Linked DNA regions of Mus musculus: regions 2, 3, 4, 5, 6 and 7 are each linked to region 1. Evidence: chromatin contacts called from public ChIA-PET, Hi-C and HiChIP or PLAC-seq data. All regions are on one chromosome and are shown on one strand. Each heading gives the region's core, a stretch centred on a gene start, on an enhancer-like site or on the middle of the called end of the contact. The rest is flanking DNA. Distances are from core to core; before and after follow the strand shown.

Region 1 (3,953 bases), core at 1,389-3,888:
GATGGACTCACTGAGGGGAGAGCTGAGGGACAGAGGAGGGAGATAGGGTGGTCAAAATATAAAATGTTTCACATGTATGAAAATCTGAAATAAAATAATCTACAAAAATATTCCTAAGAAAACAAATCTTTTTGCAAAGATTTGTAAACTTTGTAAACTTTAGTCTTGATGGGTTTACAAGGATCACCGGAGCAGGGAATGTGTTTACTAAGCACAGGTATTGTCTCAATATGAAAACATCTTGAATTTAAATAAGAGTTTAACAGAATATAAGGCACTTTAGGGTCTTGAACAAATTGTTTAAAAACAAACTCCTTGTAAATACTCAGTTGCCAATCTCTTATGTCAAAATCAAACTAATTGTGTTTTTAATTTTTATTATTATTGTGTGCATTTATTTGTACACATACACACTGGCAAGAGTGTGAAGATCAGAAGACAGCTTTTGTTTTTGATTCTTCAAGACAGGCTGTGTAGATGAGTCTAGCCTCAAACTCAAGAGTTTGCCTCTGCCTCCCCAGGGCTGGGATTAAAGGCTAGGACCACTAAGGCCCAATGGAGAACAACTTTGGAGAGGATTCACTCCTTCCACTTTGGGTTCTGGGGGACCCAACTAAGGTAGTCAGGCCTGTTGGACAAGTGTTGTTATCCACTATACCATCTCACCAGCCCAAACTAGTTAATTAAAAAAAAAAAAATGGTGCACATATAAACCTTTTAAATATAGGCTAAAAAAAACACAATAGTAGGTAAGTATTCCAATTTTATATTCCTATATGTCACATTAAGGCTAACAAATTTTGGAAGATTTTGGAAGATTCAAGCTCCACAACTACCAACTACAGAAAGCCAATTTGAATCCACCACTCCAGTATTTTACAAACATCATTTTCTATACAAATGAGCAATAATGGGAAAAGTCTTGTTCAAACATGAGCCACCCTTACAGGGATGCACTGGATATCATTTGCTTTGCAGTGTTAATGTTCTTCAATGCTAGTGTGTACTATAATCAAAGGACACACCATTCTAGTGATCTAAAAATATTACTCAAGTTTTTAGGGTTAGAAATTAAAATCAAGGTTGGTAATTCAAGTAGCTCATTCCTGTAAGCCCAGCTCTTGAGAGGCAGAGACTAGGAGGTCCCTCTATGTTTAAGGTTAACCGGGGCTACATATGGAGACCCTGTCTCAAGATAAAAAAAAAAAAAAAATCCAAAAGCCCTTTTAATGGAAAAACTAAAGCATGCAACTTTGAAGTTGCAATCCTAACAAAGACAAATCAGGGGTATGACGAAATTCTCTTTTCACCTCATTCTTCAAACCATGCACTGAAGTTGGGTTCTTTACATCAAGTAAGTCACAATTAGTGTGGCAAAGAATTGCTCCTGCAATTCACCCGAGTATATAGCCAAGGGGTCCTTTAAAGATCATACCTACACAAGTGGCTGCAGACAGTGTATATTCCCTGACCAAAATAACTTAAACCTAAGATTTTGAACCTTCGGTATTTTAGGTGCATCTCAGGCAGCCTGAAGACAGGCAACAGGATTTCAACAACAACAAAAAAAAATTGCCACCTTACTCTGAACCAATGTGCTGGGTTGACCCACAAAGGCCGCAAGATGCTGTCTTAATTTGAATAGCCCTGACTTGTAGGAGTTAAAACTCTCACCCCTTATGCTGCGATGACGTAATCTTCCACACTGAATTTCTCCCAGAGTTAAAGGGGTGGAAAGAGGAATTTACAAAATAGTAATAATAACCGACAAAGAAAATTTCCTGCTAGGAACGAGGAACTGAGTAAGTGGCCAGGCGGGGTTTCGGGAGGTGCTTAGGCAGGTCCCGGATGGCAAAGAGGCCGGCCCCGGCAGGAGAGCCCCGGGAGCCGCGGGGCAGGAGAGGACACGGCGCGGGGCTGGAGACCGCCGAGGGGCGCAGGCGCAGAGCCGCCCGGTCCGTCACCTCGGCCCCGGCCCGGCCCGGCCCTGCGGCCGCAGTTCCGCTCCCCTCCCCCGCCAGCCGCAACGCGTCCGTGGCGGGGCCGGGGAAGCAGGAAGTCGAGGCCCACAACGGAGAGACAGCCCCCGGCCTCCGACCCCGGTCCGGACCGGGCGTCTCCCACCCCGCGCCCCGGGGCCTCGGAGCCCGCGGGCGGCCGGAGGGGGAGGGGAGCGGGTGGGATGGGTGTGCCCGGTCCTCTCGCCGCCGCCGCCGCCGCCGCCGCCGCTGACAGCTCGGCCGGGCTGTGCCCTCGGCCGCCGCCATCCCCGGCCGCGCCGCGCCGCCATTCCAGCCCTAAGCCTCGCCGCGACCCCGCCTCGCTTCCCTCAGAACCCGGGCCGGCGGGCGCACGCGACCCCGGCAAGCCCTCCCTCGCGGCCCACCGCCCGCAAGCACCGGGATGCCCCTGCCCGCGAGCATCCTCGAGAACCGAGAGAGGACGGGGGGGGGGGGGACACGCGAAGGGGACCGGGCGGCGCAGAAGACGCTCCCGCAGGGAGGCTTCTCGGGCCCCGCACTCACCTCAGCTTCTCCGCCGGGGCGTTGGCAGCACTGCGCGGGGCCTCCTCGGCTGCCGGACAGGGGCACGCGCCTGACGTCAGCACGCAGGGGACGCATGGTTGGGTGCCCGCGGAAGTGGGAGGGACAAAGAGAGAGAAGGGGCTGAGGGCGGCTCGGGCTCCGCCCCTTGGCGCGCACGCGCGCGGGCTGCGTTCCTTGCATGCTCTGGTTGGCTCTCTGCGCCTTTTAACGGTATTTTTTATCCGTAATAAAACTATGAACAATGATGTGCACGGTGTTGTAACTAAAGTTTATTTTGAGTCTTGCAACTTCGTGAAGAAAAGTGTTGTAAATATGTTTTACTTTTATATTTTTGTTTATTTTATTGAGACAGGGTGTCATTATGTAGCCCTTGCTATCCCAGAATGGCTATGTAGACCAGGCTGTCCCAGAACACAGCAATACTACTGCCTCTGCTTCCAGAGTTCTGATATTTCAAGAAATGTACTACCATGCCTGAGCTGTCTCTCTCTTTTTTGTTGTTGTTTTTTGTTTTTTGACAAGAGTTTCTTTCCATGGGTAGCCCTAGCTGTATTGAAACTTGCTGTGGAGCCCAGGCTAGCCTGGAACTCAGAGAATCCCTTGCCTCTGCTTCCTGGGTGCTGGGATTAAAGGTGTGCATCACCATACCCAGGCTACCGGGTTTGTTTTGTTTTGTTTTGTTTTTAATAACTTGAGACGTGATCTCGTTTAGCGCAGCCTGGATTTGAATGCTTAACTAGGTACCAGAGGTTGATCTTAAACTGCTAAGCCTCTACCTCCGAAGTGCTGAGCTTATAGGCGTGCCCCTCCATAGCCTGCCTCTTTGCTTCTCTGAGAGAGGAAGTGACTTGCTGTGCACAGCTTTATCTGTCTGTTTTTGGAGTGGGAGTTGAGTATCACCCTCGGTTTTGTTTAGAACTAAAGACTTTCCCCCTCAAAAAAGTCCTACATTTACTGTCCCTGAGTGCTCTCCCCTGGCCCCTTTGGTTGGATCTGACCTATCAAATCCTTCTCTTCCCTGTCATCTCGGCGCCTGTTGAATAGCTGCCTTCTCTGGCCGTGTACTAGCTGCTGGAGAATAGAGAGCCTAGCCTTCTGTCAGATGCTCCCCAACATTAGAGGAACCTTATCTCAGTAATGTTCTCTTGCGGGCTGGAGATGTAGCCCAGTCGGTAGAGAGCTTGCCAAGAATGCACGAAGCCCCACGTTAGTGCCTCTACCACATTCATAATCCAAGCTCTGAGATGGATGGCTGTAATCCCAGCACTTGGGAGGTGGAAGCAGAAAAATCTATGGTGACCCTTGGTTGCATAGAAGATTCAGAGTGTCCTAGGATACAAAACATCCATTCTCAAAAAACAGGAGGGTGTGTCTTAAGGAGGCAGAACTCTGAGACCTCAGATGTGT
Region 2 (3,907 bases), core at 1,093-3,592, 760 kb before region 1:
CCCACATGCACTTTCTTCAGTTTTAAGAGGATTCTAGTTTTGTGGATTTTAAGAACATGTTTGGTAGGTTTCCTTATAGCATTTTCATACATCATTGGTTTTGGTTGACCCTTCCTCTCCATCTCTGCTAAAACTATTCCAGTATCCCCAATACTCCTCCTTTCTAATGCATGTCTGATAATCCCTCCTCCCCCAACAGGCCTTTCCCCCAAATCCAAATGACTGAGCAGTGAGTATGAAGGTCTCAAGCAGGAAGCTGAAGGCTCTCCAGTAACACATCCCACCGCCCTGGAAAATGATACCCAGCAGCCTGGCACAGTGTAGGGACCACTCTGGAAGCCTAGGTCAGACTATGTGTTGAGCATAGGAATCTGAGATCTTACGAGCAACATAACAAGATATTTGTTAATCAAAAACAAAACAAACCAGGCCTACTGAGGCAGGTCTAGAATCCCAGTCACTTGGGAGGCTGACCCAGGAGGTTCACAAGTTCAAGCACTGTTTAAGCCACAAGATAAATTTAGGGCCAATATAGTTTCAAAATAAAAAGGAGGACTGGGGCTATAGTAGAGAACCTGTCTAGCACATAAGAGAGTCAACTCCCCAGCACAGCAGGAGAGAACAATGTACAAGAAGCTACCTAAGTCACACTACTTAACACTTGTATTTATCTTGCAGTGCTACAAACAGAAACACAAATTCTCAATTCTGCTTGGCCAGTCCTGTGCCATTCAGCCATATCCTTAGACTACTTTCTTTTTTAAAGATTTATTTATCTGAGTACACTGTAGCTGTCTTCAGACACACCAGAAGAGGGCATCAGATCCCATTACAGATGTGAGATGGTTGTGGTTGCTGGGAATTGAACTCAGGACCCCTGGAAGAGCAGTCAGCAGTCTTAACCACTGAGCCACCTCTCCAGCCCCTTAGACTACTTCTTGTATTTATTACAAACCCATATGTATTTCCAATTTCCCCATCAGATTAAGCATCTCTGGTTAAGGCTAATACTGTGCAATAAAGCCACACCAATGCTTAGCAAGGTTACTGACCCAGAGGGTTGTTTGTTTGTTTGTTTGTTTGTTTCAATATCGAATTACACCTTGTCAAAACACCAAACTCTGAAACTGCAAACCTCTTTTTACTCATTCTTAAAATGAAGCTAACAATACCAGTCCAGTGGTGTTTGGGAAAACGAAAAACGCTGGCCCTGTGCCAAATGCACCATCTGGCATACTGGGGTGTGAGACAGAGGTTATCTGTGGATAGTGTTGGATTTGATGCCAAATCTTTATCTTTATATTCGCCCCGTGTCCAACTGGTATTCTTCATTCGCTTCCACAATTTGAAAAAGTCTACCCGGGCCCCAAGAAAGCGCTGGCCTCCAGGCCTGACAACCTCAGTTCGATTCCTTAGCATGGCGGAAAGACAGGAAGGACTCAGGCGAGCTATCCTATGACCCCAACTCGCACACGCACAATAAACGATTGGTTTTTGTATATTTTATTATTTTATCTTTAAAAAAAAGAAAGAAAGAAATAAGAGTCTACGCGTACCTGGCGTACAGCAAGACCTTTCAAAAACAAAGAAAAAGTCTCTTTCTTTTCATGCAGCTTGACTCTTAGAGCATCACACCCATCTCCCCGGTGTACACAACCCAGAAGCCGTCCGCCGTCCGCACACATCAGACACACAGGTAGACAAACGCGTCGGGAAGCCATCTTTCCCAGTCAGACCATCAGGGTCACACCCTCCAGCGCCCGATACACCGGGTCCCCGCACAAAGGCCGGGCCTCCCCTCCCCCGGCCCCACTCCGGTCCCCGGGACCAGCGGTTCGATCACGGCCTCACCTTGGCCCGCTTGCGCCGGCTGGTCCGTCGGCCCTCCGGGGTCTCGGCTATTCCGGTCTCCATGGGCGTCGCGGAGCCGGGCCCGGCTGTGGGCCCCGCCTGGGGCCCAGCAGACCCCGGCGGCTCGGCTAGGCCCCCGGGCGGCGAGGCCCGCGGAGGCTCCTTCTTTCGGGGAGTGCGCTCGCCCGCCGCCCCCGTAGCCATGTCGGTGGGGCCCGTCAGGCCCGCGGGCGGCGCGGCCACCTCAGAGCCGTTCTCGGCACCGCCCGCCGCCCCGGACCCGGCCTCGGTCCCAGCAGCCGCCGCCGCCGCCGCTGCCGCTGCCGCCGCCGCCGCCTTCTTCCCAGACAACATCTCGGGCCGCCTGGCCGCCGCGGGCCGCAGGGGCCGATCGGTCTGCCGCTCCGTGGGTCCGCAGCCGCCTCGCGCCTCTCCGCCCCGCACCTCTCACGCTCCGTGCGAAGCCAAACACCCCCGCGTGCGCACGCGCCCTGCGCGCTCCCGCCGCACCAGGACAAAAAAGCAGCCGCTTGTCCCCGGCTCAAGACCAGAGAGCGACGTCCTGGAGGCTAGAGCGGCGCCGCAGCTCCGATCGCGAGGCTGACCTAGAGCGCCCCCTGCGATTGGGAGTGCGACCCAGCATATCCGCCTGACTTCGGGTTCTGAGCCCGACCGTTTTCATCAAGGACTCTCAATATTCACCCCATACACTAGTCACTTCAACTAATAACATTCACTCTCCCTGCAGGACAAGGGGTGGATTATGGAATTCCGGCTTTCAGAGGGCTTACTACCTAATTGAGACAGGGGAACACTCTGAAGTACAACTTAATTAATGATCACTTAATTATCCTGTGCTCTGTAACTCAACCTTTAGAGCACTGGCCCAGAATGTATATGGCCCCGAGTTATCCCTAGAGCTAGGGAAACTAGCTTCATAATGGCCCTGCTTGGACTGTGGGGAAATAAAGAGTGCACGAATTTCCACGGTAATAAAATAGAGAGAAATGAGGAATTTCTGGTTTGAGTCAAAGTGGACTCGCTCTTGCCTCCAAGCCGTGTTTATTTTCTTTCTTGAGGCTGCACATGCTCGCCACCATGCCTCCTCCTCCATGCCTCTCATCTCCAGGCGCATAACACTTCTTCAACCTAGGTCAGTTCTTTCTTTTCTTTTTTTCTTTTTTGGGGAGGGGGGTGGGGGATTGGTTTTTCCGAGACAGGGTTTCTCTGTATAGCCCAGCCTGTCCTGGAACTCACTTTGTAGGCCAGACTGGCCTCTAACTCAGAAATCCACCTGCCTCTGCCTCTGCCTCCCAAGTGCTGAGATTAAAGGCATGTGCCACCACTGCCCGGCTTGGTCAGTTCTTTCTAATGTTGTGAATGTGGGTGTTTTATTCATGAGATGTTGAGATGTATAGGATGTTGGGGGGCTATGAGATATTCACCAGAGAAGAATGCAGGCATGGGTTTAAGCCAATAGAAAGTATTTACTTGGGGCCTGGGGAGATGGGGGGCTGGAGAGATGGCTCAGTGGTTAAGAGAAGTGACTGCTCTTTCAGAGGTCCTGAGTTCAATTCCCAGCAACTACATGGTGGCTCACAACCATCTGTAATGGGATCTGATGCCCTCTTCCGGTGTGTCTGAAGACAGCTACAGTGTACTTAGAAATAATAAATAAAACTTTTTTAAAAGCTTCAGTTAGCCAGAAGCAGAACTACAGAAGCCAAAAAGCAAGGTCAGTCCATTTCCCAAAACTACGGACTTAAATGGATTAAGCCTTTGTTTTAGTTTTGGCAGGTGGTACTGTCTATGTGTTAAGTTTTACAGCTTAAATGGTATTTCCACCATTGAGTTAACTGTGGTAAGATCTTTCAGCCTACTAAGATTTGGGGCCCTGTTACAGGGTTTTGCTGGTTTGTTTAATTCTTCCAAGGTGATGAAGTTGAACACAGAACAGCAGGAGGAAGGTTGCTGGAGGAAACTCCATACCTTGATCGGGGTGATGCTTACAGAGGTGTGAGTATTCACTAAAATTCACTGAACTCTGTGAACAAAA
Region 3 (3,869 bases), core at 905-3,404, 640 kb after region 1:
CGCAAAATGTTTAGCAAAGGCCCCCCGGCACATACTAATTGCATGATGCTTGTAGCTATTATTAAGATAAAAAAGGAAGCTAGCTCAGAAAAGAATAACAATTAGGCAATTATCAATCTGTTATCAGCGGAGAGTAAACGGGGAAGTCGGATCTTTCTGCTGGGAACAGATTTTGATTGGGATAAAGATGCCCGAGACTCAGGTTCTCAGAATCTGAAATGAGACTCCAGGGGCCGAGAAAGGACCACTTGGGAGTCTTTCCTGGAGTTAGTCAAGCCTGAAGAGGAGTGGAAAATCCACACTTAAGTAACCTGGTATAACAAATTTTCATATGGTGGAGGATGCCAGAGTAGGAAGTAGCTGTTGTGCCTGGTCAAGAGATGGAAGGCGGCTTTCCTTCTAATGCAGTGGAGGCTCAGGTAGCTAGAGGCAATGAGGCAATGGGGGAGCCTGCCACCTAGCTTTTAGCCTACAGAGAACATCTGGGGCTCCCAGGGGTTGTCACCCACTACATGTAAAGCTTTTTTTTTTTTTTTTTTTTTAAGGGCCCGGTGGTGAGTGCCTATAATTCTAGTACTTGGAGGGTAGAGGCAAGACAAGCAGGAGTTCAAGGTTATCCTCAGGCACGTGGAGAGATGAGGCTAGCCTGAGCTACTTAAGACTCTCTCAAAAAGAAGCAAGCAAGCCAACAAACCCAGAGAAACCAACGACCACCCCAACTCTGAAACCCACCAATGTAGCAGGAGTCAGGACACTAATCTTGTTTGTATGTTCATGTGTATGGCGACCAGGGGACAACCTCAGGTGTCTTCTTCTGGTGCTGTCACCTTTTATTCTGGAGACAGGGTCTCTCACTGGCCTGGAACTCATCAGATGGAGTGGGCTGTGACCAGTGAGCCTCAGGGAACTGTTGGTCTTCACCTCAATGCTGGGACTGTATACACCTCTCGCACACCAGACTTTTCCTGAGTGAATTCTGGAGTCTGCACTTGGGTCCTAACGTTTGCAACTCAAGCACACAGGACACAGGACACTAATTTTACCTCTGTCCACGTTGGTCATGTGACCTTGGCAAAGTCTCCTGTCAGCTTTGAGCTGCCTCAAAAAAAATTTTTTTTTAATAGTGTAGATGATAGCTAAACTTCTTTGGACCCCAGAGTCTTCATTTGTAAGAATAGGTATTTACCTATTTCTTGGGATTATATGAGCTAATGCAGTACTCCATATCTGCACAGTTCGGAGGTGTCTGCGACTCCTTTTCTGTCAATGTTACTGTGTCCTGGGGACAATGCCTCTATTGAGGGGCGCAGGTGTGGTGTGCAAAGTGTGAATGGATGTGGGGGGAGGAGACCTTATCCACAGGAGTTAGCCAAGCAAAAGAAGATGGGCAGCCGACTACAGGTTGTAGTCAAAGGCCCCTCCAGTCTTGGGGAAGACTGTGGGAAGATATCCACTCTACAGAGCTTAGGGTCAGTTTCTGGCAAGGCAGGCCATTTTGCATCCTAGAAGGGTAAGGTTCATCCTAGAGAAGGTGGGATCCCGTTTCTGAATCCGCTCCATCCCTTCCCAGCCAGGCGACCTTGGGGCAGTCACTTTTCTTCTCCGGGGCCTCCTCTGCAAAATGGGGCTCCTCGTTCCATTTCGCACTTTGGGCATCTGAGGACGACGTGTCGACATAATGCCCATGGCTGGCGACGTCAAGGGCCGGCGAGTGGCATCTGTTATGTTAATAAGTCCTTGAGGCGGGCGGGTTCCTAACTGTCGGTTTGTGCTCTGGCTTAGCGGTTCCCTCCGCAGCGCCTCGGTTTTTCCGCTCCGCCGCCTCTCGACGCTTGCTTGGCAGGTCTCGACGGACCGCGGCCTCGGGTGCCGTTACTATTGTTCTTCGAGGCTGAGCTCTCTCCCTACAGACGTGCCCTTCGGTCTCTCCCTCAGCTCCGCACCGCGCCGCGGAGATCCTCAGCCGTCCCGGATCACCGATCTTTCCCGAGAAAGAGTGTCAGCTCCTGCGGCGTTCCCGAACAGCGGCCGAAGGCGCTCCCGAGCGCTCCCGAAGAAGCCCGGCCGCTCGCGGTCTCCGGAAATAGCCGAGAGAGCTTGCCACCCTCGGTCTGCCGAGTCCTTCCGAAAAGGGCCGAAAAGCTCCGAGCGGCCGTCCTGCCGGACTGCTGGAGGCGGCCGCAGCGCCATGTTGGATGCTCTGCTCGTTGAGTGAAGAAAATCCGTCCGCATCGCCCGAGCCCCGCTACCGAGAAGGGCGCCGCTTCCCCCGGGGAGGGGGACAGAGACCCCCCGCCGCCGGCCCATGAGGATATTGCCGTGAAAGGTCCGGTCTCTCCGCCTCCTGCCCCTGCCGGGTCCGGCCCCCCCCTCCCCGGGGTCGCGTTGTCACGGAGACCGGCAGCCGGTGGTGCTGGCCCGCGGGGCGGCTGCTGCTGCCCGCGGCGGCGGCGGCGGAGGCGGCGGCGGCGGAGGGCGTGTGTGACCGGTCCCGGCCCCCTCCTCCTCCTCCTCCCAGCCTCCCCCCGGCCCCCCGCTCCCGCCGCCTCCCCGGGTCTGCCCCCATCCCGCCCCTCCGCTGCCCCCGGCCCCTGCACCCCGGCGCGCCCGGTCCCGCTCTGGGGGGGTTGGTGGCTTCGCTTTGCCATGAGTTTACCGCAGAAACCGGCTCTGAAATCAGGCTCAGCGGCTGCAGCAGGAACCGGACCCGGCACCGGAGCGGCGGCGGCGGCGGCGGTACCGCCTCCTCATCCGGCGGCAGCGGCGGCGGCGGCGGCAGTAGCGGCAGCGGCGGCCCCTCCTCACCCGAACATCAGGGCCCTCCAGACCCCGGCGCCCCAACAGTATCCTTTTCACCTTCCGGCGGTCCAGAGCGACCCTCGGTGGGAACCTCCTTGCCTGCCGTCATAGCCCGGCCAGAAAAGGGACGGGCAGCCGCTCTGCTCCCGGCTTGACCCGAGCTTTTGGGGTGCACCGGTGACAGCATTGCTGGGGACCCCGGGACCCTCTGCGGTACCGTGAACACTACTAGCTCCACCGGGCCGTGCCTCTGCAGCTCTTGTGGATCTGGGGGGAACCCTGCCCTTGGCTGCTCCCTCCCCTTTCTTGGGCAGAATTTGCTGGTGCCTAGGACCAGCCCTGCGGGCAAGGCTTTTCTGACTGTTGGGAGGCCCTGCCTTCTGCGGGGCTCGGTAGCCTCTCTAATTATTATTTAGGATTCATAGCAAAGTTTATTGCTAAATTTTCTGTTGGAAACGAATCAGCTCATTCCTGAGGTAAGTTGGGTCTTCAGTCTTTACTGCAAGTGTACAAAAAGCACCCCCCCCCGCTAGTGTTTTGTTTTATTTTATTTTATCGTATTTTATTTTTTTAAGCAATTAGAGTTGTGTTGTGGCTTGTGGTGGAGCCGGCTAAGGAGGAAATGTTACACTGGGCGCTTCCCTGTCTTTGACCTTTCTAAAGGAAGAGGAAGTTAACTCACATTACCCAGTACCCCCAGAAGTCTCACTTCTTCTAAGACTGGTGTTAACGCTGTATATCTTTTTTAAAGGGCTTTAGTAAGTTTGCTGCTCCGTAGGGTGGTGTCTGGAGGGTACCAGGGCTCCCAAGGAAGGGTCTTAGTTTTGAATGTGTCTTAATTTCATGGTATAGAAGTTGGGGCAGCTTTGATTGAAAAATCTTGGTACCTGGTATTTAAGTCAGAATAAAACGTCGAATTCACAGCTCCTATGGAGTAAAGGAAGGTGATACTCCTTTGGATCCCCACTGGGTTTCTCTGTGTAGCCCTGGCTGCCCTAGAACTTGCTCTGTAGACCAAGCTGCCCTTGAACTCAAGAGATCCGCCTGCCTCTGCCTCCTGAATGCTGGGA
Region 4 (3,922 bases), core at 853-3,352, 890 kb after region 1:
GATTTTTCAAGACAGGGTTTCTCTGTGTAGCCCTGGCTGTCCTGGAACTCACTTTGTAGACCAGGCTGGCCTCGAACTCAGAAATTCACCTGCCTTTGCCTCCTGAGTGCTGGGATTAAAAGTGTGTGCCACCACGCCCGGCTTTTTCCCTTCTTTTAAAAAAAAAAAAAAGCCTGGCGGTAGTGGTGCACGCCTTTAATCCCAGCACTCAGGAGGCAGAGGCAGGCAGATTTCTGAGTTTGAGGCCAGCCTGGTCTACAGAATGAGTTCCAGGACAGCCAGGGCTATACAGAGAAACCCTGTCTCGAAAAAAACAAAAAACAAAAACAAGTCATATTCATTTTGGGGGCTGGAGAGATGGCTCAGCCACTAAGAGCATTTGTTGCTCATGCAGAGAACCTGGGCTGTGTTTTTAGCACCCGTGTGACAGCTAATACCCATCTGTAATTCTAATTCCAGAGGTTTGTCCCCCCACCCCCACCTTCTGTTCTCTGAGGGATTCAGGCACAAATGCGATATATATGCACACATGCAGGCAAAACACTTATAAATCTGAGTAGAGAAGTGTCTCACGTGGTTAAGAGTACTGGTTGCCCTTCCGGAGGACCTAGGCTCCATTCCTAGCATTTGTATGACAGCTCACAACTCTCATAACTGCAGTTTCAGAGGACCTGACTCCTTGTGGCTTGCAATGGTACCAGGTATGCATGTGGTGCACAGATATAAAAGCAGGCAAAACACACATACAGATAAAAATTAATAAAATGAAAGAAAAAAAAAGGAATGGATCATACTCACAATCAAAAAGAAATCTAAATTTATAAAATTGTAAAATTTTATTCTATAAAAAGTGCATTTTATTTAAAAATAAAATAAACTAAGATGAAGTAAGGAGCTTTAAATATTTCTTTTTAAGAGTTAGGAGGGAGCCTTTTCGTTTTTATGTATCCTGAGTTGCCCGTTTGGTGAACTGAGCTTGCCCCCCCCCTCCCCCCCGTTGCTCCTTCACTGTCCAGGCCTGGAGACTGTTAGGGAGATTCCTTACCATTCTGCACAGGGGAATTGCCAAAGGTCACAGACAAAAGAAATTCAAAATAGCATCGGTATTTACTGACCCTTCACTTACCAGGTCAGTGTCCCTGTCAGGCCTTCCAGTTCTCACCTGGCTGAGTCAGGGGTGGTAATGGCTATGGGAGAGGCCCTGGAGGATTAACATGATTAAAGTGTTAATCTAAGTCCCACTGGGGAGAGAGAAGTGCCTGGTTGTGGGCAACAATCACACCTTATTGTTGCCTCTGGAAAGGTGTTAGGAGCTCTGCAGAGACAAGGGATGCCCAGAGCCGTGCCCTGCGCACTCTGCACTGCACCTGGGAACTCCCCTGAGGCTGCAGATTCAGGTCCACCTTCTCGCGGGCTCTGTCATCTGTCTTGGTGTCCCTCCCTGGGTCTGAACCCTTATGTCCTGGATTTCTGCGGTGTGCCACACGGGCAGTTTCTGATGCGTTCTCTCTGCAGATTTCGGGTTTAATACACACCACGCGCTTGCCTGGCTCGGATTTGCGATTTATTTGGGCCACCTACTGCGCTCCTCACCTAATGGGATCAGAAGAGCTCGCCCTCTCGGCTCTGTGCGCGCGCTGGCTAAATTCACTCACCATTTCCCCATCTAAGTGGATTTCCGTGAGGCCGGAAGGACAAGAGTCACCACTCCTGCTGGACCCCAGCTGAGCGGTCCAATCAATCTCCACCCAGTAAGTGGATTCATGCCACCAAGTCCTCTGCCATTTGCGTGTGAAGGGGTGGGTCTGCAAGGTCATTGAGCGACCGTGCAGACCTAGTGGAGTAGCTAGGTCTGCCCCGAGGAGCAGACGAGTAGCGAGGCCCTGAGCTCACCGAGTCTGGACAGCTTCGTGGAGGAAGAGCGACAAGGAGGAGCCAACCCAGGTCGCAGCGTGGGCGGAGCCAGGTACCCTCGCAGCCTCTGATTGGGCGGCACGGCGGAGCGGAGCGGCTCCGATTGGCTGGTGAGGCCGGCGCCGCGGCCAGGTGATGCCCAAGGGGTCGGATCCCAGGGCCACGTGGGGGGCGCGCGGCGCGGGGGCGGGGGCGTGTGCGGGGGTGGGGCGGGCCCCGCGCTGGGTAGGAGCAGAAGCTGCGGGAAACGGAGCTGTGAGACCTGCCAGGAGGCGCGGTAGCGGTGGTGAGTGCTCCTGGGAACCCTCCGGGGGCTGGGCCGAAGCCGGGAGGGTCTTCCCAGAGCGAGCCGCACCCCCACTTCCCTCCGCCGGCAGTTGCCATCACCTCAGTCCCCGTCACCATACCTCCCTTTCTGGCGCCGGGGCACCTGTGCCCCTCCGAGAACCTAGCGCTGCGTGGGGATGGTGACGCTTGCGAGATCGCTGTCTGCGCTCGCACGCGCTCCGCACCTCCGCTCGCGATCCTTTCCGCGTCTTCCCTATCCAGCCTTGTGTACTCCCCGCGACCAGATAGATTTCGGGAAGAACAGAGGCTGATGAACAGACCCAGGAGGTGGCTGCCTTCGCGGTCCCCTTCACAACTGAGGAACTGGAAGCTGGCAGGCCAAGGTCACATCAGCCAAACCTGCTGAACCCCAGTCCAGTCCCTTGTTGCGCGGGTCCAGGGCCTGTGGAGATGGTAGCAGAAGTGTGCTGGGCTGGGAGCCCAGCCTTTCTAAACAGTTCCATACCTAGCGCCTGAGTTGTTGCAGCTATGAGGCTACTACTGGCTACTTCTGCACAGATACAGACCCAGTGTATACCAAGGATGGATGCCTGCTTGGGGGCCCCATAGACTGTAAGCAGAAGGGTACTGCCTAGCCTCGGCAGAGAGTCCTGGGTTTGCCAGCTCTCCATCCTGTGATGTGTGCCTTTAGTCCAGTAGCTGGGGTCTGCAGGCTTGGGAGTCTCCCAAGTACCCTGAATGGATAGATTGTTGAGTTTTATGGTGCACAGGGCCCTGTGATTGGACGTGAAGTATAGAGTTAACATAGCCAGTCTCCTGCTCCTAAGGAGAACACCCCCCCCCGCCCTCTGGAAAATAGAAGCCCGTATGTGCCTCTGTAGGTATGACCTGGCCGCAGCAGACAAACCCCTGTGGGAAACTTTTTTTTTGGTTCAAAGAGATGAGTTGGGTGTGTGGTCGTTTTCAGGGTTTCAATGAACCCTGGTGACCTCCTTGGTCTAAGGCAGGATCAGACTGGAAGAGGGGCACACAGTTCCTGTTTCTGGGGAGGCTAAATATAAGGAGGCTGGGGACGACGGCCAGGTGCTTGGAGGATGCTGTCCACCCGCCTTCTCTCCCCCCCCCCCCCCCCCCGCTTCTATATGCCCCTTTCCCCCACAGAGGACTGGGCAAGCTGGTGTCTGTGTGTGTGTGAGTGTGAGCTTTGCTGACCCTTGGCTCTTTACCCTGTGCTTGCCAGGCGCAGGCAGGGGTGTGAAGGGCTCTCGTCAGCTCTCTTTGTCTCTTTCGTGATTGCTTTTCTTTTCATTCGTTCCATCCCGCTTCCTTACGGGTCTCATTGCCGGCTATGAGTCTTGTGGTCTCTGCTTCCTTGTTCTCTTCTGCCTGCCTTGGTGATTAGAAAGTGAAGAAGCACTTCACTGCCTCCGGGGGAGCTGCGTCCCCCTGCTGGGAAGGGGCAGGCGGCACGTGGCAAGACTGTGGTCTGCTTTATATAAACAACAGATGTGCCGTCGGGACAGGCGACTGGGAAGTGAGCAGGGTTAGAAGGGAAGGTTGGCAGAGCGAAGGTCGGCAGCAGCCTTGGGGAGGTCTGGGTGGACTGGGGCAGGGGCGGGGCTACAGCCATTGTTTCCCACTCTCCCTGGTTGAAGCCTGGGCTTGAAGGTCACTGGCCAGTAGGGTGGAGGGATCTAAGAGCATCAATTCTAAGGCACCC
Region 5 (3,983 bases), core at 958-3,457, 890 kb before region 1:
TTGCTTATTTAATTAGAGACAGAGAATTATGTAGCCCAGAACGGCCTCAGGCCCACTAAGTTGCTGGGGATGAGAATGGCCTCAGGCCCACCACGGTGCTGAGGATGGCCTTAACTTTGTTTTAAAAAACCTTTATTTTAAATCCCTGTACTCAGGAGGCAGAGGCAGACCTCTGAGTTTGAGGCCAGCCTCCCTTACAGATCTAGTTCCAGGACAACCAGAGCTACACAGTGAAACCCTGCCTTGAAAACATCGACAACACCACCAACCAACTTTATTTTTATTTATTAATTTTTTCATGTGGATGAGTGTTTTTTTTTAAACGATTTATTTATCATTATATCTAAGTACACTGTTGCTGTCTTCAGAAGCACCAGAAGAGGGCATCAGATCTCATTACGGATGGTTGTGAGCCACCATGTGGTTGCTGGGAATTGAACTCAGGACCTTCAGAAGAGCAGTCAGTGCTCTTAATCGCTGAGCCATCACTCCAGCTCCCATGGATGAATGTTTTGCTTATGTGTATGTATGTGTATCATGTATGTACCTGGTGCCTGCAGAGACCAGAAAAGAGTATTCGATCCTTTGGAGTTGGGGCTGCAGAGTGTTGTGAGCTTCCATGTGGGTGTTGGGACAGAACCTGGCTCCTCTGCAAAATGCTCTAACAAATAGGCTATCTCCCCAGTTCTGAACTCTTTCTTTCTTTCTTTGAGACAGGATTTCACTATGTAGCTCTGGTTGTCCTAGAACTTACTATGTAGACCAGGTTGGCCTAGAACTCACAGAACTCTGCCCGCCCTCTGCCTCCCAAGTGTTGGGATTAAAAGCATTTGCTACTATGCCGGTCTCTGCAGTTGAATTCCTGAGTTTTCTGGCTTTACCTCCTGAGTGCTGGAATTAGAGGTATATGCTACCACATCCAACTATGCAGTGTTTGTGATTGAAGCCAGGGCATTGTGCATACTAGACAAATGCTCTACCAACAGAACTGTATCCCCAGCCCCAAAGGGTACTCCAGGTTGGCCCTAAATGTGTGATTCTCCTGTTTCACCCTCTTCAGCATTTGCCTACCAGCGCTCATGGCCATGGATGGCATTATTTTTTAAGACATGTTTTCTTATTTGTAGCCCTGCTTGTCTCAAACTAGCAATGCACCTGCCTGCTGAGTGCTGGGATTAAAGATAGGAATGTGCCACTGCCACACCCAGCTGGAGGTCAACAGGATACAAGTTATAATGTATCCACGGCCCTGTGAGAGCTGGAGTCAATGCCACCAGGTACAGAGAGCAAAGAGGGTTGGTCTTTTTGCCTTGGGAGAAATAGGAGGACGCACACAGGAGATGAGGTGACAAGCAGAAGGGCGGATGTGGGAAAGCGGTGGGTGTGCTAAGGGAAGTTTGGGTAAACTTCAGAGCGTGTGTATGAAGGTAGGAAGTGAGAATACCAGGCCATGGATTTGGCCTTTGTTCCATAGGCAATAAAGAGCTTACACAAGAGGCGTCTCCAGAGACCAGCCATACTCCTGCAGTCAGAGAGGAAGCAGCTCTTAGCCATCTGTGTCCCGGCTTGTGCAGGCTGCTGGGTGCCAGCGCGTGGGAGGGCGCCCACAGAACGTCTCTGAATGTGGCCTGTGCGCTGCAGGATTTAGGTCCTGAGCTACCTTCAAAGTCCACTTCCCCCCAGGGGTTCTCTTGGCCCTAGTACTTTGTACATAGAAGGCATTGGGGGGACTTTTTGAGACCATGTGGCCCACTGCCGATTCCCATTTTAAAGAAGGAAAAGTAAGGGATATAGATGGGAAAGGACTTTCCTGGCAGCACCTGAGGAATGAATGTGGAGCCAGTGGGACTAGAAGTCATGACCTCTGAGCCACGCCCAGTCCCTTCTCCACACTCACTGAGTAAGAGGTGTTTGGTTGAGCGATGACTTCATTTCAGGCCCTAATCCCTTTGCATGGACGATTTTACTGCACCCTCCCAACGTCTCTGAAAGCGTTTCTTTTGAGCGCGGTCTTGCCTTCCAAGTCAGGTTTCCTCCGGAGCCTAGCCCAGGTCCGGGGCACCTAGCTAGGAAGGCAATGAAAACTTGGCTGGGTTCAAACCTTGGGCTTGGAAGTGGGAGGGCTTAAAAAAAGGACCAAAGGAGGCGTGGCCTGGCATACGCCCCGCCCCGGAGCGCTGACGCCACACAAGGCCCCGCCCCTCATTGTCAGTCTGGGGGAGCCTGAGCAGGCGCCGGCCGCTGGGAGCGGAGCGCCGGATCCTCCGGCGGCGGGAGCGCGGGCCGCAGCCGCTGAGGTGAGGCGGCGGCGGGAGTGTGGCGAGGCGGGCGGCCTGGGAGTCCGGCTTGTGTGCCGGGGGTGAGGGGGTCTCGGCCGGGGTGTCCCGGGGACGGCGGGGAGTGCGCGCGGGTTCTGGAAGCGGAGCCGGGAAGGGGAGGTCTCCGGTGGGCCAGCCGGAGAGAGTGTGGCTGGAGTTGGAGGGAGAGACTCAGAGATTTTTTTTTCTTCCTGAGGAGGGGGAGGGACGTTTCTGAGGAGACTGGGGAGACGCCGAGTGAGGGCGAGCGCGGCTGTGGCGGCCAGGGAGGGAGGCGTCGGGGTCCTCGCCGGGCTCCGCGGGGCGGCGAGCCGGGAGGAAGGAAGTGAGCGGACAGGAAGGGCCGCGGCCGGTGTGCGGGACGCGACGCGCGGGGGGCCGGGGAGAGGCCCGCGGCGGCCCCGGGGCGTCCGCAGCTGTCGGCCCCGGGGCTGCGGCCCGCCCGCCCGCCCGCGCGGCTCCCGCCGGCGCGCTGCTCCCGTCTCGCGGGCCAGACCGCCGCGGCCCGGGAAGGAATTCGAGGCATTCGCTTTGTTTAAGTTGCCAGTCGACAGTCCCGAGGACTAATTAATGGTGGAATCTGCAGGGGCACTCGGGTAGCCGCCGGCCCCCTCCCGCCGCCGCGGTGAACTTTCCGCAGCGCGCACCCCGCCCCGCGGCCCGGCAGGGAAGGGAGCCATGGCTTCCCGAAGCGCAGGAATGAAGTGCGGTTTCGGGAGCCGCTTTTGGCCTGCGGCTGGCCAGGCGACTAGCGAGGTGGAAGCCGGCGTCCCGGGCACGGGCACTGGCACGGCGGGGCTGGTGGGTTCCGCAGCCCGGTGGGGACCTCTCCGAGGTGCCTGCGGTTTCTGCTAATTACCTCGCAGGAGCCTCAGCCGGCCGAGAAAGACCCATCTTGCTATGGAGCATCTGTTTCTTCATCGCGTCAGCCCCTTTCCTAACACTGCAGAGCTTGTTGTGGCTTGTTTCGGAAATGCCGAGGCGGGTGCTCACACTTCGGGGTGGGAGAGGGGAAGAGAGCAGGCAGCCCCCCCCCCCATCCCCCTTCACACACCTCCAAAAAAAAAAAAAAAATCTCCGCAGTGTTCTTTAACCGAGCAGCTTGCAGATTCTCTGTCGCACCTTCGATGACTTGAATGACCTTGGGGGAAAGGATTGTGCTTCTGAGCGCCTCGTGGTGGCTTTTCTGTCCATTCAGGAGAAAATAACTCTCTGGACCTCAGTGCCTTTTGGAAGATATTTTTGAGATTTGGGGTTTGTTCAGGGTATTTCTTTTTGTCCTTTTTATTTTATTTTTTTTTCCAACTGCTGTCTGTGGTTCTGGCTTAAGGATCTGGACTAGTGACAGAGCCGGGAAGAATTCAGATCACCTAGGAAGATTTAGCAACCCCAGATGAGGGGAGGCTATTTCCTCTGGGAAAATCTGTACAGTATGTTCCAGATTGCCTTCTGTCACTTTGTGTGCAGCTTTGGTGGCATTTGTGTGGTTAAATTCTATAACCCCCTTAGAAAATTCTTCTCTTGTTAGAAATAATTGTTTTGCACAGAATTTCCCCTTGGGGCAGATTAAGGTTTTGCTCAATTTACTCGGAAGAATTTTCCAGGTTTCTAAAATTAAATCACTTTTCTAAACATAGCAGCTAAAGTTTGAAAAACTAGAAATAG
Region 6 (3,956 bases), core at 594-3,093, 970 kb after region 1:
TTGGAGATAGAGGTAGAAAGATCAGAAATTCAAGGCCAAGGAGCTGAAGGGGTTTGCAACCCCATAGGAAGAACAGCAATATCAACCAACCAACCCCCCCCCCTCCTAGAGCTCCCAGGGACTAAACTACCAACCAACCAAAGAGTACACATGGATGGACCCATGGCTCCAGCTGCATATGTAGCAGAGGATAGCTTTGACTGGCATCAATGGGAGGAGAAGCCCTTGATCCTGTGAAGGTTCGATGACTCCGTGTAGGGAATGCCAGGGCAGTGAGTTGAGAGTGGGTGGGTGGGGGAGCATCCTCATAGAAGCAGGGGGAGGAGGAATGGGATAGGGGGTTTACCGAGGGGAAACTGGGAAAGGGGATGATAACTTTTGATTTTTTTGGGGGGGGGGCAGGGGGTTTGAGACAGGGTTTCTCTGTATAGCCCTGGCTGTCCTGGAACTCACTTTGTAGACCAGGCTGGCCTCGAACTCAGAAATCCGCCTGCCTCTGCCTCCTGAGTGACTTTTTTTTTTCAATTGGATATTTTATTTATTTACATTCCAAATGTTATCATCCAGCCGGGCTGTGGTGGTGCACACCTTTAATCCCAGCACTTGGGAGGCAGAGGCAGGTGGATTTCTGAGTTCGAGGCCAGCCTGGTCTACAAAGTGAGTTCCAGGACAGCCAGGGCTACACAGAGAAACCCTGTCTTGAAAAACTAAAAAAAAAAAAAGTTCAAGACAAACCTGGGCTACATATACAAATCAAGGCTCTGTCCCCCTTTTATGCATCCCAAAAGAAAAGAAATTTACTCAAAGCCATTTGTTACAGTGCAACAGAGACCAATAATCAGCAGCTTTTAAACCATACTGTTTGCAAAGTGTCGGCATATCAGGCCATCAGTAATGGGAAATAGGTCAGCCTTAATTAACAGATCAATTCCAAGAAATGTATAGTCCAAGTCATAGATAGATTTTAATCTTTGCCTTATCCCCTGATCTACCTACCCCCCCCCCCAAGGTCTAGGCATGTCCTCATGCTCTTAGACACATAACTAAGATGCCACCAGCCACTCAGTCTGGTCCACGAGTACCCCACCCCCTTAAATTGCCCAATCACGGCTCAGAGACCTGCCCTTCCCAATGCCCAGGCTCCTACCACGCCCTGGTTCACGACCCGCCCCTACACCACTAGGATTCTGAGGCTGCCCCAACAACTATCCAACTAACTCCGCCCTTGCTGTCCAATTTGGCCCCGCCCCACCCAGATCACTCACTCTCCTAACCCCGCCTCCTCCTGGCCTAGGCCCCGCCCCGGCCCGGCTGGCCTCAGGGCTACACTCTGGCCCGGTTCGGCCCGCTCCCGGCGCTCCCGCCCACCGCCGCTCTCACCTGGATCTCCTGACAGGCCGAGGCGGCCCTCCGGCCTTCCGCCTGCTTCTCCTCGATCAGCCCCAGCCCCAGCCCGAAGGCCAGGAAGACCGCTCGGCCGCAAGGGCCTGCGCCGCCCCGGGCCCGCACCATGAACTGCCTCTGGATCCGCGCCGCCAGCCCAGCTACCGACTGGCGGAAGAAGCGGTAGCGGTCCGGGAGGGGGAGCCCGACCGGCCGAGGCTGTGCTCCGGGGCTTACGACCTGGCCTGGGCGCTCTCCGCGGCCCCAGGCCGCCGCGGGGCCGGGCTTCCCCCAGCCGAACAGCGGGCCGGGCTTGGGCGCGAAGCGCAGCAGCAGCGCCCGACCCAGCTGCAGGCCTCGGCCCAGTGCCTGTCGCACCGCCATGGTGGCGCGGTGACCGGAGCCAGCTGCCACCGCCACAAACGTCTGGGACAACAACAAACTTCGGGGGCGGCGCCTGTGCGCAAGCGCGGGGGGCGGTCCCCGGCAGTTCTCCTGCGCAGCACGCGGGGGCGCTACCCGCTCATCCCTGCATCCCTTGGTGCAGCTGGTTTGCACTTTGAACCCAGGTCGAGGGGTTGTGAACAACTTCACTGGTCCTGGTTAAGATGAGACGTTGAGCCAGGAAACTAATATTTGTTATCAGTCACCGATCCAGGCCCTTTACACCTGTTAGCTAGTTTGACTGTCCCCCCCATGATATGAGTGCCAATTTTGTAGATAAGCGACTGTGGTGTTTCCAGATTGCTTGCAGGTATTAGAGTTGAGGTTGAAGTTCACACTGCCCTGGCTATCGAGGGAAGACCTTGGCTCTTCTCCCCCACTCCCAAGTGCTCTCATGCTCCTGTACAGACAGGTTGGAGGTTCCGGGGCTTAGATCTTGGAGGGAAATCTTGACCAAAGGCCATAATTTATGCACCAGTGGGTGCAGGAGCTGAGGTCTGAGACTGACTGGGAGACTTAACCAGAAGCCACCCAGATGCTTAATAAATCCCTATGACTTAAACTGCTTGTTACGAATAGCTAGCTGATAATAAGGTTATTAACCCTGTTACTATTTTTACTCATTTTATTTTACTTTATTTGAGACAAGGCCTTGCATAGCCCTGGTTGGCTTGGAATTCTTCCTGTAGACTAGGATGGCCCTCTGGAGTGTGGGGATTACAGGTATATACCACCACATCAGGCTGAATAATCTTTTTGCTTGTCTCTGACTTAAGCATAATTTTGTGTGTGTGTGTGTGTGTGTGTGTGTGTAAAATCACATAATACCAAATACTGGTCATCCAGTGAAATTTTTAATTTTTTTCAAAGCCTATTTTTTTTGGGGGGGGGGGGTGTTGAGACAGGGTTTCTCTGTATAGCCCTGGCTCTCCTGGAGCTCACTCTGTAGACCAGGCTGGCCTCGAACTCAGAAATCCACCTGCCTCTGCCTCCCAAGTGCGGGATTAAAGGCGTGTGCCACCACTGCCCAGCCTTCAAAGCCTATTTTAAATGATGGTTCTTCAATGCTTTAACCTCTCTTTTAACCCACTACCCACCAGAGGTAGTGTTGGGAGCCGCCCCCACATTCGCCGTCACAAGATGGCGCTGACATCCTGTGTTCTAAGTGGTAAACAAATAATCTGCGCATGTGCCAAGGGTATTTTACGACTACTTGTACTCTGCCTTTCCCGTGAACGTCAGCTCGGCCATGGGCTGCAGCCAATCAGGGAGTGATGCGTCCTAGGCGAAATATAACTCTCCTAAAAAGGGGACGGGTTTTCCGCCATTCTCTCTCGCTGGCATCTCTCTGGCTCTGCGCGCCCTGCGCTCTCTCGCTGCCTAAAGATGTAAACAATAGAGCGCGCTCTGCGCTTTGGCGCGCCGGAGCTCTGGCTCCTAAAGATGTAAGAAGGGGCTTTCGCTTTTGGGGCTGGGGGTTTGCGCTCCTAGCTCCTGAAGATGTAAGCAATAAAGTTTTGCCGCAGAAGATTCTGGTCTGTTGTGTTCTTCCTGGCCGGGCGTGAGAACGCTATTAACAAGGTAGTGGGAAAGAAAGGAAGTGGACCTGTTTAGAAAGGTTCTTTGGAGCAACTCCATCTGTGTTGTCTGGAAATCGGCAGTTCAGTTCACAGGAGACAGTGGCAGCTTGATCCACTCGCAAACACTTCACAGATATAGCACAGTCCAGTTCAGTAGAGTCAGGATAGCAAACATGAATCAGCAACGGTGGCACTACCTAGCAGAGACAGCCAGGCCTCAGCCTTGGCACTAGTCAGCAGGAGGGATAGGAGGGGACACCAGAAGTTCTCATCTGTGCCTCTCTCAGAGATGGGAAGACTCAGAGACCACCAAGCATTGCACAGCTAGCTTTATAAGCTAGCTCCGCCTTTGTCCTTGTATGTGAAGTCCTATTTATATTCCCTCCAAACATTACATGCCTGCCACTGCCACGTGTCTTGTCTCAGCACATGTGTCTGTCTCAGCTGACATCACTCCGCCAATCATCCTGAGTCCCAGGAAGCTGCAAGAAACTGCAGCATGGGCCAGAGAGATGGCTCAGTGGTTAAGAGCACTGAGTGCTCTTCCAG
Region 7 (3,852 bases), core at 536-3,035, 950 kb after region 1:
AGCTGCACCCACTTCGTGGTATTCTGTGAAGGGTTAGAGTATGTGCTAGCTCTGTACTGAGCTACTCTGCCCTCCTCCTTATACCAGAGACTTTGGTAGGCCTTACTTACTCTTGGGCCAAGGAGTTTTCACTGAAGCAGCCAGGGTACAGGGTCAGACTACCAAAGGCCACTGCAGTAGCACCAGTCAGGGGAGGTTGCTCAGGTTTCTGAGGGAATAAAGCCCCACCCACCACCATGGAAAAGCAAAGATACAGATCTCAGGTGGGAGTCCTGGGGAGGGCGGGCACCTGTGGAGGGAGCTGAAAGGGCAACAGGTGCAGATGGGCAACTCAAGGGTGTGTGCGAAGGTTGGCAGTACTCAGAGCAGAGAGCAGAGGCGGTTGAAGCTATAGGGAGAGGTGTAGGTGGGTACCTTGAAAGGGTGTCCTAACAATGGCACATCCCTAAAGTCAGTGTCACTGAGTGGTGTGGTTGGGCTTCAGAGAAGTTTAGGAACGATAATTATTATATGGAGACGGTCACATCCAGCTGGCCTGGGACTTGCATGTAGCTGAGGACAACTTTGCACTAATTATCCTGATGTTTGTATCTCGAGTGCTGAGGTTACAGCTGCCAGCTGCCATGCCTAGTTTTCTATGATACTGGGCATCAAACCCAGGCCTTCCTGCAATCTAGATAATGCATGCATCTTACCCACTGAAGTACACATCCCTAGACCTCTACGTTTTATTTCTGTCCTGAATCTTGGGTTGGTGTGTGTGTGTGTGTGTCAGAAGACAACTTGCAGAAGGCCGTTCTCTCCTTCCACCGTCTGGGGCCCAGGGATTGAACTCACGACGTCAGTCTTGGTGGCAAACAAGCACCTTTATCAGCTGAACCATCTTGCTGGCACCCCATGTTGGCTTATAGACAATTCCGCTAGGCACCACGCAGCAGCTTGGGTAGCCGCCAGCCAGGTGCGAGCCAGGCGTGTAAGGACTCCTCTCGGCTAACCTGCCTCTCTCCCTATCTCCTATTCTCTCCTCTCTCCCCCCAGATGTTCTCAGCTGGCCTCTTCTCTACCATTCTCTGTTCCCCTTTTCGGTCTCTACCCCGTCCCAAGTCCCCTTCCCTTCCACCGACGATAAATCGTCTTTACACTAGGTCTGTCGCGTGGCTTGATTGTTCAGGGGATCACCTTGGCCGGCCAGCCAAGTTGCTCCCTCCCGCCGCATTATACCAGCTCTCAATATGTGACCCCAGCAGGCCTGGACTCACTATGTGGACCAGGCTGGCCTCGAAGTCACAAAGATCTGCCTCTGCCTCCCACTCGAGTGCTGAAATTAAAAGCACGAGCCACCAATCCTGGTTGTGAAGAGCCTTTTGATCACTAACCTTCTCCTTGGCCATCCACCCTGTTTCGGGCCTGGCCAGAGCCTATTTCCCCACCTCATTGCTCTCAAGAGATAAGGGCCTGCTTCCGAGCCCGTTAGACTAGCGACAGGCGAGGAATTCACCCCTATCTGGTCCTGGTAATGACAACTGCGTCCTGGGGGAAAAGGGGCGGCTGCCTAGGAAACGGAAAATCTGGAGACGCTAGAGGAGAGTTTGAGAGATGTGGCGGGAGCTAGCCTGGGCGGAGGCAAAGGGCGCCCGGCTTTGTTGATTGGCAGCAGCTACGGAGCTGTCTCTCTTGGATTGGCCCTTTTCCATGGGGGAGGCGGAGCCTCAAGTGCGTTTCGCCAATAAGGTACAGAGACTCGGCCTCCGGAGGGCCACTTCCGGTGGCGTTCCCTGCTTCTTGGTCCGTCCCCGCAGCGGCGTGGGCCGCGGGGCCACGGAGTACCCGGACCGCTTCCAAGTGGTACTCCGCCGCTGCGAGCGGCCATTGGGCGGCCGCGAGGGACGCTTCCGGTGCCCAGGTGCTGGCCTGGGCTGCTGGGAGATGAAGATGGATCCCCGCCTCGCCGTCCGCGCCTGGCCCCTCTGCGGGCTGCTGCTGGCCGTGCTCGGCTGCGTCTGCGCCAGCGGCCCCCGCACCCTCGTGCTGCTGGACAACCTGAACGTGCGGGACACGCACTCGCTGTTCTTCCGCAGCCTGAAGGGTGAGCGCCGAGCAGAGCCGAGGGAATGGCCCGGGTTGGGGCGGAGACGGCAGCCCCCTCCGAGGGCTGCAGCAGGGATTCCTCTCCTGACCGGGTTCCGGGTTTCTTTCCTCCAGACCGGGGCTTTGAGCTCACCTTCAAGACCGCAGATGACCCCAGCTTGTCCCTCATTAAGTACGGGGAGTTCCTCTATGACAACCTTATCATCTTTTCCCCGTCGGTGGAAGGTAAGGGCGCGCGTCGCCCCTCGAAATGGGATTGGGGGGGCTCAGGAGACGGCTGTCTTCTTGTTCCTGGGCATGTTCTGGGTCTTGGGGTGAGTTTCGAAGTATAGTAGAGGAAAATGTTAATTGCAGCTTGGGCCTCGGAGATTTCATCCGTCAAAAAGATACAGCTAAGGATAGAGTGCCAAATGTCACCCGTAGACATTTCGCTTCTGGAGAAGGGGGTTTTCTCTAACAAGGGTCCTGATAAAGAAACTCTTGATTTGACTTGCTTGTGTACAAAGATTTGTCACATTATTAACATGGATTGCTGTAAAAAGTCATTCTGCAGGTCATAAGAATACAAATAGATACATACCCATCAACCCTTAAGGCCTGATGGATGTGTTTTGGCTGACCAACACAAGGCTAGTTGGTATTGGGGGTGGTGGGAAATATGCATGTATGTGAGGTTGTGCACACTTCTGTGGACGTGTAGAATCGGGTCACCTACTCTGTCACACTCCTCACTCCCTTAAGCCAGGGTCTCTCACTGAACCTGAAGCTTGCCATTTTGACTAAGCAGGCTGGACAGTGAGCTCTCAGATCAGTCTCTGCCTCCTGATGCTTGGGTAATAGGCACCGCTTGTCATTCCCAGCCCTTACTGGAGACTTGAACCCAGTGACCGACCTGTGGCTGCCTGCTAAGCCATCTCACCAGCCCTCAGAGACTACTGAATGGAGTGAAGATCTGTAACTTACACTTAACTATTTCTGTCTTACAAGGCAGTTGAGTCCACCACTAGACATTTCTGTTAAGATCTACTGAGCTGAACTTTGTCTCTCTCTTCCATGTGTATATTTGGAGAAGTGTTCTTAACTCCCTTGGGCCTGTGAGTCTGGTGTCCCCAACCGAGAATAGATGACATGAGAGTCTCATATTTTTATCTTGCTGAGATGCTTGCCCTTCCCATAGCTTTAGCCACTTCCTATGTATTTTCACTAACTAGCTATCTCCAGTTCCTTTGGCAATTTTCTTTTCTTTTCTTTTCTTTTCTTTTCATTCATTCATTCATTTTTTTTTTTTTTTCAAGACAGGGTTCCTCTGTATAGCCCTGGCTGTCCTGGAACTCACTTTGTAGACCAGGCTGGCCTCGAACTCAGAAATCCACCTGCCTCTGCCTCCCAAGTGCTGGGATTAAAGGCGTGCGCCACCACCTCCTGGCTCTTTTTGCTTTTTTAAACACTTTAAAAAATATATAACTTAGTTGTTTTTGCTTTACATATATTGGTGTTTTGAATGCATGTATGTCTGTGTGAGGGTGTTGGATCTCCTGGAACAGGAGTTACAGACGTGCTAGGAATTGAAACCAGGTCCTCTGGAAGAGCAGCCAGTCCTCTTAACCACTGAGCCATCTGTCCAGCCTGACAATTTCTTATGTGTGTGTGTGTGTGTGTGTGTTTGTTTGTTTGTTTTGCATGGATATTTGGCCAGCATGTATGTCCCACCATGTTTATGCCTGATGCTTTCAGAGGCCAGAAGAGGGTGGTGGATCCCTTTGG

What was found. A called contact is a pair of places that touch in the nucleus more often than the background predicts. ChIA-PET counts read pairs in DNA pulled down with a chosen protein or histone mark. HiChIP or PLAC-seq counts read pairs in DNA pulled down with a chosen protein or histone mark.
Region 2: a FOXA1 HiChIP or PLAC-seq map of pancreatic cancer cells shows a contact between it and region 1. The contact joins the promoter of Kdm1a here to the promoter of Cdc42 in region 1. A contact is called at or near these places in 2 of 39 promoter capture datasets (the C10 cell line and hippocampal neurons) and 2 of 115 datasets of contacts at active chromatin or transcription factors (microglia and pancreatic cancer cells).
Region 3: an RNA polymerase II ChIA-PET map of memory CD8 T cells shows a contact between it and region 1, with 7 read pairs. The contact joins the promoter of Eif4g3 here to the promoter of Cdc42 in region 1. A contact is called at or near these places in 2 of 115 datasets of contacts at active chromatin or transcription factors (memory CD8 T cells and microglia).
Region 4: an HNF4G HiChIP or PLAC-seq map of pancreatic cancer cells shows a contact between it and region 1. The contact joins the promoter of Sh2d5 here to the promoter of Cdc42 in region 1. A contact is called at or near these places in 1 of 39 promoter capture datasets (pre-B cells), 1 of 115 datasets of contacts at active chromatin or transcription factors (pancreatic cancer cells) and 1 of 9 other capture datasets (adipose tissue).
Region 5: a Hi-C map of embryonic stem cells shows a contact between it and region 1, with 3 times the contacts expected there. The contact joins the promoter of Luzp1 here to the promoter of Cdc42 in region 1. A contact is called at or near these places in 2 of 39 promoter capture datasets (hippocampal neurons and second pharyngeal arch cranial neural crest), 1 of 484 Hi-C or Micro-C datasets (embryonic stem cells) and 3 of 115 datasets of contacts at active chromatin or transcription factors (bone marrow-derived macrophages and embryonic stem cells).
Region 6: a contact with region 1 is called in an H3K27ac HiChIP or PLAC-seq map of microglia, with 8 times the contacts expected there. The contact joins the promoter of Pink1 here to the promoter of Cdc42 in region 1. A contact is called at or near these places in 1 of 484 Hi-C or Micro-C datasets (B cells) and 2 of 115 datasets of contacts at active chromatin or transcription factors (microglia and pancreatic cancer cells).
Region 7: a contact with region 1 is called in an RNA polymerase II ChIA-PET map of memory CD8 T cells, with 12 read pairs. The contact joins the promoter of Ddost here to the promoter of Cdc42 in region 1. A contact is called at or near these places in 1 of 39 promoter capture datasets (liver) and 2 of 115 datasets of contacts at active chromatin or transcription factors (bone marrow-derived macrophages and memory CD8 T cells).

Annotation. Positions count from the first base shown.
Region 1 is chr4:137,355,121-137,359,073 of GRCm38.p6, forward strand. It overlaps Cdc42 (cell division cycle 42), which reads right to left and starts at 2,639. Exons shown (of 6, transcript NM_009861.3): 1 at 2,526-2,639.
Region 2 is chr4:136,600,381-136,604,287 of GRCm38.p6, forward strand. It overlaps Kdm1a (lysine (K)-specific demethylase 1A), which reads right to left and starts at 2,343. Exons shown (of 20, transcript NM_001347221.1): 1 at 1,852-2,343. The coding sequence starts at 2,205.
Region 3 is chr4:137,991,302-137,995,170 of GRCm38.p6, forward strand. Eif4g3 (eukaryotic translation initiation factor 4 gamma, 3) reads left to right here and starts at 2,155. Exons shown (of 35, transcript NM_172703.3): 1 at 2,155-2,326; 2 at 2,681-2,843.
Region 4 is chr4:138,248,309-138,252,230 of GRCm38.p6, forward strand. Sh2d5 (SH2 domain containing 5) reads left to right here and starts at 2,103. Exons shown (of 10, transcript NM_001099631.1): 1 at 2,103-2,200.
Region 5 is chr4:136,467,554-136,471,536 of GRCm38.p6, forward strand. It overlaps Luzp1 (leucine zipper protein 1), which reads left to right and starts at 2,208. Exons shown (of 5, transcript NM_024452.2): 1 at 2,208-2,297.
Region 6 is chr4:138,324,453-138,328,408 of GRCm38.p6, forward strand. It overlaps Pink1 (PTEN induced putative kinase 1), which reads right to left and starts at 1,844. Exons shown (of 8, transcript NM_026880.2): 1 at 1,381-1,844. The coding sequence starts at 1,767.
Region 7 is chr4:138,302,953-138,306,804 of GRCm38.p6, forward strand. Ddost (dolichyl-di-phosphooligosaccharide-protein glycotransferase) reads left to right here and starts at 1,786. Exons shown (of 11, transcript NM_007838.3): 1 at 1,786-2,086; 2 at 2,203-2,313. The coding sequence starts at 1,927.